Linked DNA regions of Zea mays: region 2 is linked to region 1. A link is a contact called in public Hi-C data. All regions are on one chromosome and are shown on one strand. Each heading gives the region's core, a stretch centred on a gene start, on an enhancer-like site or on the middle of the called end of the contact. The rest is flanking DNA. Distances are from core to core; before and after follow the strand shown.

The links. Hi-C and Micro-C count contacts between places; a contact is called where the count stands out from the background.
Region 2: a Hi-C map of leaf shows a contact between it and region 1, with 10 times the contacts expected there. The contact joins the promoter of LOC100193836 here to the promoter of LOC103638813 in region 1. A contact is called at or near these places in 6 of 25 Hi-C or Micro-C datasets (bundle sheath, ear, endosperm and 2 more).

What each region holds. Positions count from the first base shown.
Region 1 is chr9:107,868,408-107,872,468 of Zm-B73-REFERENCE-NAM-5.0, reverse strand. LOC103638813 reads left to right here and starts at 1,757. Exons shown (of 8, transcript XR_004852716.1): 1 at 1,757-2,723; 2 at 3,566-3,730; 3 at 4,012-4,061.
Region 2 is chr9:108,130,121-108,134,181 of Zm-B73-REFERENCE-NAM-5.0, reverse strand. LOC100193836 reads right to left here and starts at 1,721. Exons shown (of 5, transcript NM_001138918.1): 1 at 1,418-1,721; 2 at 713-973; 3 at 1-173. The coding sequence starts at 908.

The DNA.
Region 1 (4,061 bases), core at 508-3,007:
ATATTTATTCGAGCAGATAAGTGACAAATACATATATTGTTTGATCGAATATCGAATACTTGTCGGATAATGCATGAATCACTTATCATTTACTCTAATTTAGTTTGTGAAAAACAATTATACACGAGCGTTGCATAAAATATAGATCAACATAACAATATAACAATAAATTTTGATCATATAATACTCCAACACAATATTTCAAATTTGATAACAAGATTCGAACCACATAATAGTCTAATACAATAGAAGATAATTTTAAAATGACATAAGATAGTCTAATCCAACACAAGATAATCCAACACAATAGTTCGAATATAATAATAAGGTTTGAATCACACAATAGTCTAATACATCACAAGATAGTTTACATATGTTACCATCATAATTATCATGCATATATATAAAAACATATAAATATAATATACTGAGCAAGTTATTAGAGGCGCCAATACCTTATTTTTTCTAAAAAAATAAGCAAATTACAATAGTCTGGTATAAATTTAGACACTATTTCAATAATTTTGACACTGTTTCAATAATTTCAACATGCAGATGTGTTCAAACAAAAATATGATGTGCTATAAAGTTGTAGATCTTTTTGAGCCCTATAATTTTCTTATAAACTTTACATTCATCCGAGTTCATATGCAAAAATTATGAATTAATAACAATATTACATAGAAAAAGAAAAAACGGATACCAGATATTCAATCTGAATATGAAGGTGCGCTATCCAAGTAGTAACTATATTTGTCTTGAGTATAAAAATATCTAAATCGGCATCCGAAAAATGGATTATTATATCCGATACCCGACGCTATACCCGTTTTAGCCCTTAAAACATGTTCTCAGTTACAAACGATCCAATCCTTGCGCAGAGCACTGCACTACACCAGAGAAGTTTCAAAATTTCCCGCTCGTTTTTTTCCGGCATACTCCTGCCAGCTTGCCCATCCGTGTCGCGGAAACCAAAACCCATAGGCTCTCAATTACGGGTGGGTATTTTAAAACCGAAATCTGAACCTGAACCTAAACCCGAACCGGGTTTTCGGGTTCAGGTTCGGTTCATATATGTGCTATATTTTGGGGTATAAGTTCGAGTTCGGTTCCTAACCTTTAAAACCTGAATAGACCCAATAACTCGAACTTAAAAAAAACTCTTAATATGTGATGATATTATTATATGATTTATGAACTTATTAACTAAAAATTATGATATCATCTTAACGATAATATATATCTCTGTATGCTATTTTTTATAGACACTTGTTCTAATAATAGTACTTTCAATTAATTATTTATTGTATATATTTTAACAAAATATACTAGTCTCTCTACTATTCGGGTCCATTCGGGGGACCGAATAGAACGAACCGAAATTATGGGTATATTCAGGTTCAGTTCTTAAAACTATTTTAAAAAATTTTGGTTCTTATTTTTCAGAACCTGAAATTTTAAAAATCCAAATACATCGAACCAAATTAGCCTAATAGACCAGCCCTCCTCCCCGTCCTGGGCCGCGTCGAAGCACCGCAGTCCGCAGCTGTTCAAGCGGCGCCGGCGGAGCGCACGATGCACGCCCGCCCGCTTTGGTTTGTTTGTCTCACTTGTCCCGTGTTCGGTGGTCACGGTCGAGCCGAGCGGCGAGACCGCGAGAGGAGAGAACAACGCAGGCTGCAGGCAGTGGTCCGTCACGCTGCCACGGTGCAACGACACCCAACCAACTACCAGGATCCCGTGTGCCAACTGCCTGCCTGCTGTTGTAGAGCCTCGTAAATTCCCCTTGAAACACGGCCGCAAGTTTGAAATTCAAATTCACTCACCAGCACCTGCAAACCCAGGCATTCATTACTCCCACCGCCCAGCAGCCAGCACCAATGAAATATGGGTCCAGGTATTGTCCACGCCTCCACGGTGCACATGTTTCATCGGGTTTGACAGACTGCAGCATATATGGAAAGTTGGAAACAAAAAGCGTCTCAATTCTGCTCGGTGCACTCGAAGCTACTGCTATTGCCAATTCCGTCTCTATTATTATCTGATAATACTCGTCTCTCTGCTCACAAGTCACAAGGAGGGGAGCGAGGCGGCGGCCAACACCTAGCAGCTCCGAACCCTAGCTCCGGCCACTGGCGGCGATGGCTGCTGCTACGGCGTTCCGGTCGGGGACGAGGCGGGGCGACGCTCTCGCGCCCGTAGAGGACGCGGGCTCCGCCACTCGCGAGCGCCAGGCCGCGGGCCGCGGCGGAGGCAGCGTCCGCCGGTCGAAGAGCCTGAGCCGGTTCCCGCCGCCGTCGCCCTCCACCGAGGACACGGCGACGCCGTCGTCGAGGTTCGTCAACAAGGTGCGGGGCGGGGGAAGCGGCGGCGTCTTCCCGCCGCAGGTCAGCCTCGACGACCTCGCCGACGAGTTCTTCCGGGCCAGGGCCGAGTCCGAGGACGACGACGACGAGGAGACTGCTGCGCGCGGCCGGTCAAGGCTTCCAGCGGCCGCAGAGCGTGGGGGCGGTGGCGCTGGCGGTCGGCGGAGCTCCACCGCGCGGTACGCTAGGCAGACGGAGTCTTCGCGGCAGCGCGGGCGCTCCGTGTCGCGGCCGCCAGCCGAGCGGCGAGGCGTAGCGGCCAATGCGGTGGATGGCGGCCCTGCAGCCAGGAGGCAGCGTTATGCGTCGGTCGACCGGCGCGCTGCCATGGATCGACAACGGTGGTGCGATTCGGATGTGAGTGTGGCCGGTCCAGCACTCTAGTTTTTCTTCTGTGCATTTAGTTTAGAGATGGGCTGAATTTTGGATTAAACTATTAAAGTTGCTTGTTAATTATAGAATCCTGTTTTGTGGGCGCTTGGGTGGTCCCATTAATCTGCGAAGTTTTTGTTTCCATTTTGCGACAAAATTGTGAAGGGAGAACGGTGTTTATCCACACATTCTTGATTCTTCTCTTATGTACGACTAGAGGTCCGATATGTTTTACTGTTTGTTTCTTCAAGGTATGGTCATATGACGAGTGGTGTGGTCACGAATGTAGTTTGGTTTAGTTCTATACTTTGCTTATAGTGTGTTTCAAACTTAATACCATCATACCAGTATAGTATCCAGTAATGTAACATATGCGCAATACTGTGTTTGCATCATCTATTGTTTCTTCAGTTGTTTTTGTTTATGCCTATATCCCCTTGTACCCTCTGTTTGTTGCTAGCTTCAATATGCTGATGCTGTCTGGCAATATAGTACGAAAATAATTTCACAAGTTCAAAAGCCAAAAGGCAAAACTGTGTGATTGTGATGCAGTTATACTTGCCAGTCTGCTTTTCAGATTTGCTTCAGCCTGCTCACGTTATAGTTTTCTTTTTCAATAAGTTAGGTTACTCAATCCAAGTTTATTAATACTTTGCTGTGCTTCCACTATATCATTCCTGTTCAAGTATTTTATGTTTGTTCCTTTCGAATGCCAGATAATGCTTATATTCTAAACTTGTCCAATTTCTGTGTTTGATGTAAATTGTACATATCTGTTGCAGTTACATTTTTTTATTTAATCCCTGGTTTATTCTTTTTGGGTGCAGAATGATATGGAAGTTCCTCACCAGTATGTTTCTAGGGGGATGCATACCAAAAGTAGCAGTGGCAATAGCCTGCAGAGTTCATTCCATAAGCCATCTAAAGCAAATCAAGCTTTGAAGAGGTCTACAAGTCAAAAGGATTTCTTTCATTCTAGAGACAGCAGCTCCGTGAGTACCTTTGTCTTCTTTATATTCCTTGGACTGAAATTGGATAACATATCAAATAGCATCATCCTTATAAAAAAAGTTGTGCTATAGTATCATCGCACCAGCTTGTACAATTAACTTTAATGTTCCATTCATAGATGCATAATAGAATTAGGTCTGTGCTATCTTTTGTTTGGTGCATACTAAATCTTGGCTGTGCGATGGACTGTTGTAGATTCACCTAATCATTGTGTTTTATGAATGAAATTTCTTAGTTTGTATTTTTACCTTTAATTATGCAGAGCCATTCTTCAATTACTGATGATGAGTCTAGGAGTTCACTCTCTTTCCA
Region 2 (4,061 bases), core at 472-2,971, 260 kb before region 1:
AAGATAGACAAGGCACAGAAAGACAATGAACTCGTTGAACTTCATGCCCATATCTTCATTTATATCGCAAGCTTCAAAGAGATCACATATCTCCTCCTCTGTGAATGAGATTTCCAGCTTTTGAAAACAATGTTTCAGTTCCTCTTTATCTATTTCGCCATTTGAATCTTCATCTGCAAAAGCACCACTTCTTGACACATCAACGAGAACATGAAAACTGACAGTGTCAAAAATAATTGTCTCCATTAGCGCAAGTCAACGAATATTCCACAAAGCATAGCAGTCTTCCCACTTTGATTACTTCCCACAGTCACACATGCTTTCTTTTTAGTGAATAAAAAAGATAAGATGTCGCTACTTAAAATCATGTTGATCATAAATGAAGAAATAGAAGCAGAGGGAGGTGTAAACAACAGAAGTACAGGAACCAAAGGGAAAACGAATAAACAAGCATTGGCATAAAGTATGAAAATTTGACAATTTATGGCAAATAACTAGAACTATATGTAAAACAAAACAGCAGTAAATGAGTTAGTTAAACCATCAGGTCCAGTTCCTGAATCTCGAAAAAACATGATTGAAAAGAAAAGCTTCATCAACAAATTGCCATGCCAAAAGACACATTCGCATTTCACTAAAAGCATGAAAGGAAATTTGCAGAGTGGCCATCAGTTCAAACTATTCAAAGCACTGGCAGAAGGGCAGAACTCACCAAACTGTTCGAAGATAGTCTTGCATTTTCTGAAACTCTCGTCTATTTTGGGGAACTTCATGATAATGCTATCGAACGATTTCAGTGAGGTTCCATGCGATGCTCTCTGCTGCATAGCGTCGACCATCTTTACCTCCAGCTTCGAACCATGGGAACTCCGCTTGTGCGTGTCATGCCGTCCAAGCACCGCGCCCATGCTAGCAGTTTCTCAAGCAAAGAATCCCCCGATCAGATACACACGGAGACGGAGCTGCTGAAGGCCTGGAAATGAATAGCAATCGAGTCAAGCATCATCACTCATACGTGACAGCTGTTTCAGGTAGCATATTGTTCTGCGAGGAGTGGAAGCAATGACGACACCGAACAGGGAGACTGTCTGAAACTCTTGACCCAAAACAAACAGGCCAAGTCAGGATTTCAACATCATAATCACGCCCCGTATGCAAGTATTGAGGTGAGATGAAACATATAGTGCATCCACAAGAGACAACAGAGCACCTTAAACAAAAGAATATCAAGATTGAATTAGAAAAAAAGAATATCAAGATTGAAAGGAAGGAAACAGCTTGTTCCCTGTGCCCGATTCAACGCTGAGGAAAAGGGGGAAACCAGCCAGTTCGTTCTCAGTGTACCAGCGAACCCACCAAAACAAGGAACCGTACGGCGACGAGAGGTGGAAAAGATTGCGAGGCGAGGAGCGCTTGCCTGGACTGGACGCCGTCTCCTCGCGGCGGCAAAGAGAATCCGGGAGCGGGATCGGCGACGTGAGCCCTGCCCGGAGTTCGCCGGGTTTGAGAATCTGTCGACGGGGGAAAGGTGCGGGTTTTGGCCTGCCGTGAGGGGAATCCGCAGGAGGATTATTCGGGCAGGCCTGATGAGCCAACCAGCAGGAGAAGAGAGGGGGGGAAGCTTTCGTGCTGCGGACTGGTGGCTTGGTGCGATGAGGCAGCGGAAGCAGCACGGCCGGCGTTGGCTTCAGGTGTTCCGCTCTTCGGGACGCCGGCAGGTGGGTCCAGCGTGCTGGGCGGTGGAAATGGCTCTCAGCTATGAGGACACGAGTCACACGAGTGTGTTCGTGGCTTGGCTAGTTGGCTGCTTGGGCGTGCGCCCGCCGTGCGGATAACCGATTACTAACCGCACCAGGATAGCACGCGGCGTGCGTGTCTCGTGGTCGTCGTCTTGTTGATGTTGTTGGACTCGGTCAAATATTCCTCCTATACATTGCCGCTCCCCAAGTCAAGTGGCAAATTTGCTTATTTAAGTCCCTAACTCCCTATATATTGCTGCTCCCCAAAATACTCCATTAATATTGTCAATATCTAAAATACCCCGAAAATACATCTGTTCTCGTTAAATTACCGCAGACCGCAGTTTCATTTGTTGTGAGTCCAGCTCTGCTATAGTGTCTATTTTACCCCTGTTAAACACTTCCCGGTTAAACACTATTTGTAGTCAAGATCACGTAAGCATCCTGCCTCCTGTAACACTAATTAGCCATGCTTCAGGTGCACAAGTAACACTGCCCAAATGATCAGCAGTTCAATACATCCAGCAGCTATTCTTTCTGATCCTGATTTCACCACCGTTGTCTGCTGACCGAAAAGAAACAGGAGATAGCAGATCAACTAGATGCAGTGCTGACTGAAAAGAATTCAAATGTCCGCGTTGGAATCGGATAGCAGATCAAAGCTTCAGCAGTTGGATATCAGCAAGTCAGAATGTACTATGTCTGTACAAATCATCTGGTCCATACCCCTTGTGGCCTTGTCTTAGTAAATAATTCTGGAACAAAAACAGGAAGACGGACCTCAAGAAAAGGGCTGCAATTGGTTAGATCAGCAGCATAGTTTTTTTTAGCTTAAATCACATTTGCTTCTCTAAAGACTGATTTGGTGACAAGGGAATCACGTAGGGATTGAGGGGAAATGAATTAATTTCTCCCTCAATCCCTCCAATCCTCCCGTGATACCGAATCACCAAATCAGCCCTAAGGCCATGTTCGGTTAGGGTGTTACCGGCCGGGATGAAGCCCAGAACCCATGGATCGCTCCCGCCTGGAAATTATCCCTGTCCATCAGAAACGCGCGTTCGGTTAAGCCCGACATGGGCTACATCCCGGCCTTTCCTCGTCACCCAGGCCTTGGAACCAGGCCCGGTCGCTGTGGGGTAGGAAATATCCCGGACGCACGCAGCCAATAGGTCGCTTCTCACCGACCAGCATGGACTAGGGCAACAGGCATGAAGGGCACGCCGCATGCGCGCTGCAACGGTGGCACGGAGACCGGATTCCTCACGCCTGCTGGCGTCGATCTCCTTCGGAGTCTGCTTCTCACCGGTATTCTTCTTGCTCCCTGTCTCAACTAGGGCGTTTAGGGTTCTTGCGTCTCTTATTAGATCCAATAGCTCAGGCGGCGGCAAGTTCTTAGATCCAATCCCAGCGATATTCGGTGCCAGCTCCCGGTGCGCGAGCGGCTGGCCGATCACGGGGGAGGCGCTGTTCCCTCCGTCCAGCCAGCCTCTGATGGCGTCGATCTACAAAGTCTGTCTAAAACAGTCGTGTTTTGAGTTTTCGGAGCTAGTTGTTTTTTGTTTCCTACCTCGTCGGCCACTAGAGCTGCCCTGGGAATCTCAATCATCATTCCGATCTTGTACCCAATAGTTTTACCCATACTGGTGAAAACTTTGTTAGCGACTTGACGGATAAGGGCCACCTGATGTCCCAATTCCTGCAAATACCAAGTGTCAGTTGTCTAAAGGAATGCCTGCCTGCAGTCTTTCTTGTTATTGTGTATTTTAGGGTTTAGGTTACAAAAAAAAAAGATGCATGTCTGCGGTGTTCCAACAAGAGGAACCATTATCTCTGGAAAGACTTGAACGCCTTGGTTGGTCATCGCTATAGCAGCTTCAAAGATGGCACGGACTTGCATTTCTGTTAGCTCAGGTTCATCAGGTTCTCACCTGCTATGCATGCCTCTTTCAGCTCATCGTATAACCCCAGCTCCGACTTAGCTTCGTCCTTCACAACAGTAGTGGGAAGAAAAAGAAAAACACAAAAATATAAGCTTGGCATGATCATCAGAATCAGTGAGATCCCATTAAACACTCTGCCACACCTCTTTCTTGTGAGGCACTACTAATTACAGAGCTTGGTGATCAAGATCATCAGGGACAAAAGGTGTAGCTGATGGTGCAACCTCCTCTTCCACACCCCTGTCATAGGGAAGCCGATCAGAAATTTGTGACCCCCCATTGTTCATTGTCCACCGGAAATCCAGAAGCTACAACAACTCAGACTTTACCTGGTGCAGATCAGCTGTCCCTTCCAAACAAACCAAATCTTGCACAATGG